Linked DNA regions of Mus musculus: regions 2, 3 and 4 are each linked to region 1. A link is a contact called in public ChIA-PET and HiChIP or PLAC-seq data. All regions are on one chromosome and are shown on one strand. The core of a region is the stretch at or near the end of the contact, and the rest is flanking DNA. Distances in the headings are between cores, read along the strand shown. Region 1 has its middle 24 kb from the start of Txlnb. Region 2 overlaps Ect2l (epithelial cell transforming sequence 2 oncogene-like). Region 3 overlaps Ect2l (epithelial cell transforming sequence 2 oncogene-like). Region 4 overlaps Reps1 (RalBP1 associated Eps domain containing protein).

Region 1 (2,720 bases), core at 127-2,626:
ATATTCTCTACTTAAAAAAAAAAAAGTAAGAAAGAAAGAAAGAAAGAAAGAAAGAAAGAAAGAAAGAAAGAAAGAAAGAAAGAAAGAAAAAGAAGAAAAGGAATTTCAGTCAGGCATGGTGACACATACCTTTCATTCCACACCCAGGAAGCAGAGGCAGGCAGATTTCTGAGAATTCCAGGCTAGTTTGATATACATAGCAAGTTGCAAGTCAGCCAGGGCTACATAAAGAGGCCTTGTCTCAAACACGCTGGAGTTTTGTCCAATTCTTCTTTTCCTTTTTGATGCCACATCCAATACAAAGTCTTTTTTATTTTAATAACTTTTTTTAAAAAGATGTGTTTATTTTATGTATGTGAATACACTGCAGCTGTCTTCACACACACCAGAAGAGGGCAGCAGATCCCATTAGAGATGGTTGTGAGCCACCATTTGGTTGCTGTGAATTGAACTCAGGACCTCTGGAAGGGCAGTCAGTGTCCTTAACCACCAAGCCATCTCTCTAGCCCTGATACATAGTCTTGTTTTGTATTTAATACTGATGCAGAATTCAACCACTTAGCATGTTCATGACTACCATGCTGGGCCAATCTTCCAGGATTATTCAAATTTCTTTTGGTTGCTCATATTAAAGTTACATAAGCAACTGCTTCCCTGGCTACTCCCTTAACCGTGCCTATGTCATTGCCTCCAGTGAAACTTCATACTCCACTTGTTAGATTTTGCTCTTTAAGAAAAGAATAGTTCATGTTTTACTTAATTGCTTTGTTTATTCTGGGGTTTTTTTTGTTTGTTTGTTTGTTTGTTTGGTTAGTTGGTTGGTTTTTTTTTCTGGGTAGTATGCTCTGTTGGGACAGTCATTTAGTTAGGTTCACTTTCTTCTTCTCCTTTTTTTCTTGTCTGTCTGTTGAATCTCCCAGGAATCTTTGCTCACTGAGTGGTGATGGCCCCAAGATCGTGTTCCCTGAGATGATTATCTCTGAACATCCAGTTTCCTTATATTTCTTTCATCTACTTCTTCTAGATCTTTCTGCATTTTCAGCTGCTGAATCAAGACTTCAGCGAGAGGCCAGCAAGATTTTTAACTGTCATCTCAATAAGAAGCTCCGTCTTGGGGCCAGTCCCTAAGAGTGTGCTGTCTTAGACACACAGGAAGTCAGTCATCCTGTGCTGATGATTCGTCCCAAGATGACGTTCAGCTGCAGACTGGTGTGGGTAAGGAAAGCCTGTTAACGGGGAGACAAGTGTTCATCTCTTCATTTACTTGGATAGCTGTGATGAGAAGGAAGGCCGCTCAGCGCCATGCGCCATGTGCCACAGCCTGTCTGTCTCGGGATCTTTGCACAGCTGCATGTTTTCCTCTGGGTACTAGCTTACTGACTTCCGCTGCTGACTCATAATTTCTGTTTCCTGTTCAGTTTGCCACTGCTATGGCAAGTCTCGGGGCTTCCTTTTGAGTCAGTTCCCATCCTCTAAACTTCTGAATGGTTCAGCTTCTCTCAAAAATTTGGCCAGCATTGATTTCCCATGGGGCAAGCGTCCACAGGGAGATCTATCTAGTGCGCAACCCATTTTTACCTGGTGCGGTCAGAGCTTGTAGAATGTCTTGCAAAGCAAGACCTGTCCCAAAAGATGTGAGCGGGGCAGGTAGGTGGCGGTCGTCCTCTATTGTCATCTTAGGGCAAATTAGTCCCAGGTCACTTATTCTATGGTTTATTTAACTCACTGGGACATGAACACTGATTGAAAAACCCCATCTTTGTAGTTGCACACACCTTTAATTCCAACACTCAAGAGGCAAAGGCAAAAGGATTTGTGTGAGTTTGAGGCCAGGCTGGTTTACAAACAAGCTCAAGGACAGTCAGGACTACAGAGAGAGAGAGAGAGAGAGAGAGAGAGAGAGAGAGAGAGAGAGAGAGAGAGAGAGAGAGAGAGAGATGCTGTCACAACAAACTAACTACAATGTTAATTAAAATAAAACTGCCATCTTTGATTGCCTTATCCTAGTGCCAAGTGGTGAATGAGTGGACTTAGCACTTAAGTATAACTTTGTGTTCAGAAACCCAGGCGCAAAGCTTGTTCTAGTTTCCTTCAGGTTTCCTATGATGAACAGAAGCCAATGGCTTGAGCTGTGTCAATAATTTTCTTCTTTTCTTTTCTTTCTTTCTTTTTTTTTTCATTGTTATTCCAGTTCAGGACCACAATTTATAACATACCTTGCTCTGTGTATTATCATTTCAGGAAAGAAGATTTCTATCAAACTGCTTTATTTTGAATGTGGAGTTTGATTGGTTGGTTTGGTTTGGTTTGAAGATTGGACTTTACTTTAAGAAAATTCTAGGGGCTGGAGAGATAGCTCAATAGGTAAGAACACTGCCTGCTCTTCCAGGGGACTTGGGCTCATCCCCAGCCCTCACATGGCAACTTATAGCTAACTACAACTGCAGATCCAGGGGATCCAATGTCCTCTTCTAGCCTGTGTGGGCACCAGGCATACCTGTGGTTCCCAGACATTCATGTAGGCAAAACACATGAAAGCATAAAATAATATAAAGCTCTAATTTTTAACTCAAACCTATGCCAGTATTTTCCAGAGTCAGGTGATAGTATCTCAATGAGATGGCACAGAGAAACTTCTAGAATATCGTAATATGGATGGACCCTTGCTCACATCTGGGCTCAGGAAACAACGTGCCATGGTATGGGGGCTCTGAGGTCTG
Region 2 (2,720 bases), core at 143-2,642, 420 kb after region 1:
AAAACAAACAAACAGACAGACCAGAACCATAGCCTCTGTCATGAGAAAAAGTACTGTTCTACAAATACAGTAGAGTTCGCCCCAGACTTCAAGCAGTTAAGTGATGTATATTTTTCATATTTATTATGTTTACATTTGGGAGGAGAAAGACTACAGGAATAAGAAGATTAAAAAGAAACACTGAATAAATAACCAAAATTTGATGGTTCTGTTACTGTTACAGCCACTCATTTCAATCCCCAATATATACTTCACTTCATAGCTTTCATTTCTCCCACTCTGGGGACTGAACCCAGGCCCTCGTACACTGGAGGCAAGTATTCTAAGCTCTTTTGTATGAATGCTTAAGAAAAATAAAAGGGTCAAGAAAAGGCCCCAGGTAAAGGCACTTGCTGGCAAGCCTCACTACCTGAATTCAACCACCTGGACCCACGTGATGCAGTAAGATACCAATTCCCACGAGGTGTTGTCCAATCTCCACACTCACGCCCTGGCTCGTGCCTAACCACCATCCACTACATACACTAAATACATAAATCTGATGAATACACAGAGCCTAGAAACTGGTCTAAAATGGAATTTTAAAGAAAAACAAAACTAGGAAAATAAAAGTTCCTCTTTAGAAAAATCCGGATACAGGTGTTCAGAGTAGCATTATCTTCAACAGCCTGAGGGGGAAACAAATCAAATGTTTACCAACTGGTGACAGTATGAAATATTATAAGTCCACAATATGGAATGTTTTTTGACAAGAAGAAAGTAGTTAAAAGTGTGCTATAAAATGGATAAACCTTGACATTTTAATACATGAAAAAAAAGCTACAAAAAAAAATCACCTATTACCTGGCTCTATTTATATAGAGTCCAGAGGGGGTACATTTAGAGAGATGGAAGTAGACTTGTGTTTGGACACATCTGGAAGGACAGGTGATAAGGAGTGACTATCATTGACTAGGGATTGACTGGGAATGGTGGAATGTGTTAAACTTAGATTATATGAGGACCACAAAATTCTGCCAATATTCACTTGAGTCCTTCAACTGCCAAATGTTATTGTACACAAAAATTATATTTCGGTAAGGATCATTTAAGGGAAGCTGGTTGTATTAACTTGTTAAAACAAACAAGCAAACAAACAAAAACGAGTCGAGCTTCTAGATCTAACTAAAATTGAACACAGCCCGAATGGGATTAGACTGTTAACCCAGTGTGAGCCTCTAGAAAGTTGAGGGCCAGGTAAAAACCACCCACGTATGCAAGCCTGAGACTGGGAAACATGTGACTAGGCAGATCGTGTTCAATAACAAAAACAATCACTACAAGTTAAAGACGACCCCAGAAGGACAAATCTAGAAACCAAAAACTCCCACCCAGCTTCCTGTGAAATCGGCAGCCCCGAGCGCGTTAGCAGCTGCGTGAACTATGACTCACTCGCTCACTGATCTCTCTGTGAGAACGCAGCTGCTGTTAAAGGAAGCAAAGAACAAACCAAAACAAAAACTACACAACAGGTTGGCTCCACATTCTCATTCCACAGAAAGAAGCATTCAAGCGCCAAAGGGTACAGTTTCTAGGGACAGAATGTCAGGTTAAGCAGCCTCAAAGTACCACAAGATCTCTAGTGACCTCTGGTGGTCAAAACTGAAACTGCTTGGTTCATGGTCCCTGAGACTACAATGTGATAATGGATGTGAATGAAGTTTGGTCTGTCTGTCTGTCTGTCTGTCTTGTTTGTTTGTTTGTATCTATTTTCTAGAATGCTGGAAGGTAGGGCAAAAGGAATCACAGAAAATGACTACAGTGAAATGTGCCTCCCCCTGATCGTCAGACAGCTACTGAGCAGCCTCTACGGGGCTGCGGAGATGCTCGGTGGTTAAGAGCACCTACAGCTCTTCCAGGAGCCTGAGTTCAGTTCTCAGCATCCACACTGTACAGCAGCTTACAAGCACCTGTGCTCCATCCCCGGGGGATCGGACATCCTCTTCAGGCCTCACAGGCACCCCCTCCATAGACACACACATATAAGAATAAGAAAGTATATCTTCTTTAAAAAGAATCTTCACAATTTTGGCCCTGAAGAGGATGGGAACTCCACAGGAAGACCAACAGTGTCAACTAACCTCGACCCTTGGGGCTCTCAGAGTCTGAACCACCAACCAGAGGACATTCATGGGCTGGACCTAAGCCTCCCCACACTTGTATGTCGCAGATGTGCAGCTTGTTCTTCATGTGGGTCCCGAACAACTGGAGCGGGTGCTGTCCCTAAAACTGTTGCCTGTACGTGGGGTGTGTTCTTCTCACTGGGCTGCCTTGTCTGGCCTCAATGGGAGAGGAAGCGCCTAGCCTCGCAAAGATTTGAAGTGCCAGAATAGGGGGCATGGGGGACACACCCACACAGAGGAGAAGGGAAAGGGGTAATTAGGAAAAGGGCAGTTTGAAAGCAATGATGAAAAGCATAATGAAAACCATAATGAAAGTGGCTAACCCCAACTGTCCGTGAAACATACCCAGAGTCTCCCTAAACAAACAATAGGAAATAAGCCACTTCCTGGAGTCCCCTCTGCAGGTGTGGCAGAGCTCCAGGTCTCTGTCCACTAGTTAAAGAGTGTCAGTCTGGGGACAAAGGACTACATCTCAGAAATGCCACTCTGTTAGGATTGTTGGCCGAAGACACCAGTGACTGCCCCAGACAGACTCAAGGGGACCTCTTTGGAGATGAA
Region 3 (2,720 bases), core at 158-2,657, 370 kb after region 1:
CCTGTAATGCTTCAGTCATTCATGTTTTTCAGAGTGACATTCCAAAAGTGTTCCACTCTATTTAATATCCATTTCAATTGTACTCCATCATCATCACTGGTGTACCTACTCGAAATCATGTGCTACTACTCGGTATGTACATGTCTAAAACATGTCAATGTTGCTAATGTCTGAGTCAAAGATTTACTGATCTCACGCTCCAAGAACATTTCAGAGCAAGGCCATTTATACCTGTAAACAATTAAGGGCTTAAGAAGATTCTTGGTGTTGATAATAATAATAGCTGCCACAGCTAAATGTACTGAAGAGCTGACTGCTCTCACTTTGCTAATGAAGTAGGTAGCGGTATTTACCGTAGCTATAATACGTTTGCCACCAGTTTGTTTCTGGTAATACTGTTTTCTCTAATTCTTGTCCTCAAGGTCAAGTGTCTTAATCAAGTTGTCCATCGAGCCGAGCTTGTGTGCCCTGGTATTGTAGTGGCAGAGAGGATTCTGAGCTCACAATCATGCTTCAGCTTATGTTTTCAATGCCCTGTCACTGTGACATGACATGACACTGTGACCCACCTGGCTAGGGTCCATGAAAACTTGGCAGTGGGTAGCTGGAGCACAACTACTGGTTCCTGAGCACTGCTGTGTGTCCACCACTGTATTAGCCCCTACTTCAAGGTCCCTGTTCTCAAGAAACTCAAAGTCCAGGGGGGTGGGAGTGGGGGGAGGATGGGGGAGAGCTGAAAAGCAGTCCTTCCCACTTATCTCAGGCCTTTGGGTTATACAGGATTAGGTGGAAATAGTGCAACCACTTACCTTTTCGATGGTTTTCAGAACAACTGGATAATTGTTGAAGAAATTGGTATATATGTTCAGCTGGCTTCCAAACTTTATGAATATTTCTCCCACACAGTGAGCTGGGCTCCATTCCTGTAGTCTGTCTCGTAGGTTATCTAGAAACTCTCTACAATATGAGAAGTTTGTATCTTGAAATAGGGGCCTGTTGAAAGTCTCCCAAACTTAAGCCATGAATTCATTAGTGTAGGCTTTTCTGCTTAGTCTTTTGTGGTAGGGCTTTCTTTTGACCCATTGACCACAGAACAGTGTGCATTTGATAGGATGGGATCTGGGCAGAATGAGGGAAGAGGTTGGCTGTCCAGGATCCCATCTTTTACCTTAACTCCTTGGGTCCTAATCCAGCTTCCGACCCTCGGAGAGCCAGGGCCATGGACATTCTCACAGTCTTCTGAGGAGAATGGCACTTTTTAAAGCTTCAAGGCCAAGAACCATAGCTTACATACAGCCCACACACTCAACAGATCCAAGGTGACCTTCTTAGCTACTCTAGGTCATAAAAACTGAGAGATGTTCCATCAGCCTTCTCACTGAGTCACAGCGGGGGCCCAGGAAGTGGCAAACTATCTCTCCAGATCTGCGGAAATTGACTGTGACTAGCTCTGGGCTCATCTCACTCACGATAGGTAGACACTGTTGTTTTTCTTAATCTCTCAACAGATGTAGAAAACCCACGATGGAAAAGCAGAGTAGCCATCGAATCCTTTTGCTCCTGGCCCATTCAATTAGACATTATTGACTCTTGCCCACGGACTTTCATGGGAGCGGTTTATTGCTTACTGAATGCTGAGGCATCGATTATTTTTCTTTCACATACTGTAACCTGGGGCTGGAGTGGCACTGGAAGCCATCTGCTGGCTGTAGCTGTCAGAGGACATGCAAAGGAGCCTCTCTGCTCTTTCAGGTGAAGGGATCCCCAAGAAGATAGAGAGCTGCTGGACCATAGTGGAGCTTTGGAAACAAAGTTTGCTCTTCCCTCATCTAGGGGAGTACTGTTTTGTTAAAGACGCCATCTTTAGGGCTTACCTGTTGAGGTTTAAGATGTGCAGAATGTCAGAAAAAATGATGTGGATATTGGCAGCACTCAGAATGGCTCTGTTTGAGGAGAGCGCTGCCCTCAGGGGCTTGGCGTACACGTCCTGCACAATTCGCAGCATCTGCACGTACCGTCTCTCGCTCTGCACAAGCTCCCTCACAACTTGGGCTCGTGTCTCTACTGAGTTCATCTGGAGCTTCCTCTCCTGCAGAAACATCAAGGATTCATGAGAAATTTAATGACTGGGGCCCTCAGCAAAGGACAACGTGTTTAAGGAGGTGGAAGAGACCCAAAAAAGGGATTGTCCTAAGGGAAGATGGCTGGTTCCTAGTGATCATTTGTTTGGAGCATAAGAAGCCATGTCCTAAGGCCAAAATGAGCCCTGGACCCAGCCTAGGTATGATGGGGCTATAAAGATCTCTATGTGTGAGCTCAAGGCTGCAGAGCTCACACTTTCTTCTCTCTCTCCTTAGGTAAGCCACTTAGTTTTTCTCATTCAGGTGTTCATGTGTAAAACTGTGGATACTAACATCAACTTTGGAGTCTTAGGAAAAGGAAGGAAAACAACTATGAAGCCAAAATTGTGCTTGCATGTTGTACCTTTCAGCATCCCGCTCTGAAAGCTTCAGCTCAGAGCAGAGCACATTGCATCGATTGACTACAGTCAGCTTTCAGAGCTGGACTGTGAGTGGGTGTGCCAATTAAAAACTGCAGACCTATCCTGGCCCACAACTCAAATAGAAGCCCCCTGCTCTACCAGAAGCCACTGCAGTATCCAGAACCCCAGGTCAGATCCTGCCCACAGACATGCAACACTTCCTCAGACCCCACTCAGC
Region 4 (2,720 bases), core at 106-2,605, 300 kb after region 1:
AAACAAGTGCACTAGGTGACTAGTCAAGGTCTGTGAACACACCAACTCAGGGCTAAAGTATTGCTGTTTCAAGGCTGTTGGCCTATGTTGGTTTTGGTTTTTTGTTTTTAAAGGCACTGGCAGCTTTCCTCCTATGTCCAGCTCCATCCTGATTGTTGTCCTAACATGGACTTTATGCCTCAGCTCAGCAGCCTGTGATCTGTTTGTTACAGAGCTTGTGCTATTTAGTAGTTGCTTCTTATCAGGCTGCTCCCTCGTTTGGAACCCCCTCCTTCCGCTCCCAGGGTCTTCCTCGTCCTTTATGAACTATCTTCACTTTGGTAGGCTTTAGAGATCCTGATTGGAACAATTTGGATTCTTGGAAGCTCTTTCCCTCCCAGTCAGTTGTGTCTTAGGGCTTCTGTGCCTCAATGAAACACCATGACCAAAACAACTTAGGGAGATACGGGTTTATTTTACTCACAATTCCATATATGACAGCTCACCCTCAAAAGCAGCGAGGGCAGGAACTCACACATTGCATGAACCCAGAAGCAGAGGCTGATGCAGAGGCCATGAAGGGGTACTGCTTCCAGGCTTGCTCCCCATGGCTTGCTCAGCCTGCTTTCTTATAGAGCCCAGGACCAGCCCAGGAAAGGCACCACCCACAGAGGGTTGATCACTCCCTCAGCAATCACTAATTAAGAAAATGCTGTATAGGCTTGTCTTAGTAGTCTAGTCTTAATGGAGGCATTTATCTCAACGGTGGCTCCCTCCTCTCAGATGACTCCAGCTTGTGTCTAGTTGACATAAAACTAGCCAGAGCAGATGGTCCCATTTGGAGTTTGTCCATTGCTTGCTGCATTTCCAGTGTCTTCAGAGCTAATAACACTGGAAAAGTGTTGTGAATAAAATTCAGATTTCTTTTTTGTTTTCCTCTTTCCTACCTTTCTCCCTTCCTCCCTTCCACCTTGCTTCCTTCTTTTCCTCTTTTCCCCGTCCTGGCTTTTTCGCTCATCCATCCTTCCTTTCTTATCCCTCCTTTCTCCCTTCCTCCCTCCATTGATGTCCTACATGGTGGTCTCAAATTCACAATCCTCCTGCTTCAGCCTCTTAAGTGCTAAGATTACAGGCTGTCACCTATCTTAAATTCAGATTCCTTTTCTTTCATGATCTCATGGTGTCACAGGAGAGGAGCAGAAATGCAGAATAGATGTTTAGAAAACACAGACAACTTTTTAGGGCTAGTCAGTTGCTTCGTCCTGCTCTTGCAGTCTCCTCGAGAGATGAGGATGAGGGAGTAAGGCAGGCCTCCTCAGGCAGGGAGTTGAAAGTGTGGGGGTGAAGTTGTGCTTGGCTGGCTTGCTGCCTAGCTCTGTGGGTGCTTTTTCCCCACCCCAATCAGCATTCTGGGCATGAGGAGAGAGAGGGAGCAAGAACAGGAACAAATAGCCCTGAATCTGAGCTCTGACTTTGCTGATGCGTTTGCCTGTTTGCCAGTCCCTTCTTCTCCCTTTGAGAACTTTTTAAAAGTGTAATAGCAGACTGAGAATTTTTAAAAAACAAAAAGTAGAAATTTATTTGCAATGATAAGGATTAGCTGTGGTAGAATCTGGGCATCCCACTGCATGCATGCTTGTTCATAAAATACAATATGAAGCATAAGCTAGGGAGAGTTTCTGAGGACCTGGGGACAGGGAGAGCCACAAAGGAAGTTATGGGTGGGGGCGCCTTTGTACAGTATCACTTCAGGATAGCACAGTTCCTAGACTAGGCCTTTGCAGCTTGGGCCATGTCAGAATCACTGTGCAAATCTGCAGGGACAGAAGCAGAAGTGGCTAAGCCTTGGCAGTAGAAGAGCCCACCTTCAGAAAGAACGGTGGCCTGAGGAAGGGAGGTTATGGTTAGGTTTTCTGTTCACTGCCCACAGTTTTAAACCACCTCAGTCAGAAGTCTTTTACTTCCTTGATCACATTTCCTTCTAGACTTAATTCTGGAAGGAATCCAAACCTAGTGTTTCTCACTTGTACCTAACAAATGGCAAAGCTGTAATTGCCATACTCAGCAGTGATATAGTATGGTGGTTAGTTTCTGCAGTGGTGTAGTATGGTGGTTAGTTTCTGCAGTGTTCTTTTTGCTTCCAGTGTAGTTCTCTTGACTTTGCACATCCCCTTGTCCGATTCTATTCTCTTTTACAGTCAAAGAACAAATGACTCCTGTTTCTGCTTGGCCACCATGGACCCTATTTTCCCTAAGTACTAGTCATCTACCTTTTGCATTTGCCTTCTTTTTTAAAAAAAGATTTTTATTGTTATTTTAATATGTGTGTATGTATGTATGTATCTGTGTGCATAAATACATCCACATGGGCACAGGTGCTTGCAAAGGCCATTGATATTGGGTCCCTGGGTCTGGAGTTACAGCGCGTTGTGAGCGGCTGGAGGTGGTGTTGGGGACTGAGCTCAGGTGCAGCTCCTCTACAAGAGCAGTATGTGCTCTTAGTCATTGAGTACTGAGCTATCCAGCCCCTTAAAGATACTCTTCTTCTCTTCTCTTCTCTTCTCTTCTCTTCTCTTCTCTTCTCTTCTCTTCTCTTCTCTTCTCTTCTCTTCTCTTCTGTTGGGTTAGGTTTTGGGTTTTGGTTTTTTTGAGACAGTATTTCTCTGTATAGCCCTGGCTGTCCTGGAGCTCTATATGCTAGGGTGGCCTGGATCAACTCCGAGATCCTTCTGCCTCTGCTT

The links. ChIA-PET counts read pairs in DNA pulled down with a chosen protein or histone mark. HiChIP or PLAC-seq counts read pairs in DNA pulled down with a chosen protein or histone mark.
Region 2: a contact with region 1 is called in a BATF HiChIP or PLAC-seq map of CD8 T cells, with 6 read pairs. The contact joins two enhancer-like sites. A contact is called at or near these places in 2 of 15 datasets of contacts at CTCF or cohesin (the NIH/3T3 cell line and large pre-B cells), 9 of 115 datasets of contacts at active chromatin or transcription factors (CD8 T cells, bone marrow-derived dendritic cells, bone marrow-derived macrophages and 6 more) and 1 of 9 other capture datasets (embryonic stem cells).
Region 3: a contact with region 1 is called in an RNA polymerase II ChIA-PET map of memory CD8 T cells, with 11 read pairs. The contact joins two enhancer-like sites. A contact is called at or near these places in 4 of 115 datasets of contacts at active chromatin or transcription factors (bone marrow-derived macrophages, effector CD8 T cells, memory CD8 T cells and 1 more) and 1 of 9 other capture datasets (liver).
Region 4: a Foxp3 HiChIP or PLAC-seq map of regulatory T cells shows a contact between it and region 1, with 5 times the contacts expected there. The contact joins two enhancer-like sites. A contact is called at or near these places in 1 of 15 datasets of contacts at CTCF or cohesin (the NIH/3T3 cell line) and 3 of 115 datasets of contacts at active chromatin or transcription factors (memory CD8 T cells, microglia and regulatory T cells).

The regions. Positions count from the first base shown.
Region 1 is chr10:17,771,280-17,773,999 of GRCm38.p6, forward strand. No RefSeq gene overlaps it. Among named protein-coding and RNA genes, the nearest start is that of Txlnb, 24 kb to the right of the region's middle. Within about 2 kb of position 1,377, at least 126 of the 459 cell types and tissues checked have an H3K27ac peak or open chromatin away from gene starts, as enhancers often do. A contact at or near this core is called in CD8 T cells, bone marrow-derived macrophages, effector CD8 T cells and 4 more, where this site is marked.
Region 2 is chr10:18,195,874-18,198,593 of GRCm38.p6, forward strand. The region is part of intron 3 of Ect2l (epithelial cell transforming sequence 2 oncogene-like); the gene reads right to left. Among named protein-coding and RNA genes, the nearest start is that of Ect2l, 14 kb to the right of the region's middle. Within about 2 kb of position 1,393, at least 87 of the 459 cell types and tissues checked have an H3K27ac peak or open chromatin away from gene starts, as enhancers often do. A contact at or near this core is called in CD8 T cells, bone marrow-derived macrophages, effector CD8 T cells and 2 more, where this site is marked.
Region 3 is chr10:18,141,019-18,143,738 of GRCm38.p6, forward strand. It overlaps Ect2l (epithelial cell transforming sequence 2 oncogene-like), which reads right to left. Exons shown (of 22, transcript NM_001370991.1): 15 at 1,875-2,089; 16 at 810-957. Among named protein-coding and RNA genes, the nearest start is that of Ect2l, 68 kb to the right of the region's middle. Within about 2 kb of position 1,408, at least 29 of the 459 cell types and tissues checked have an H3K27ac peak or open chromatin away from gene starts, as enhancers often do. A contact at or near this core is called in effector CD8 T cells, memory CD8 T cells and regulatory T cells, where this site is marked.
Region 4 is chr10:18,068,991-18,071,710 of GRCm38.p6, forward strand. All of the region lies in intron 1 of Reps1 (RalBP1 associated Eps domain containing protein), which reads left to right. Among named protein-coding and RNA genes, the nearest start is that of Reps1, 14 kb to the left of the region's middle. Within about 2 kb of position 1,356, at least 89 of the 459 cell types and tissues checked have an H3K27ac peak or open chromatin away from gene starts, as enhancers often do. A contact at or near this core is called in memory CD8 T cells, microglia and regulatory T cells, where this site is marked.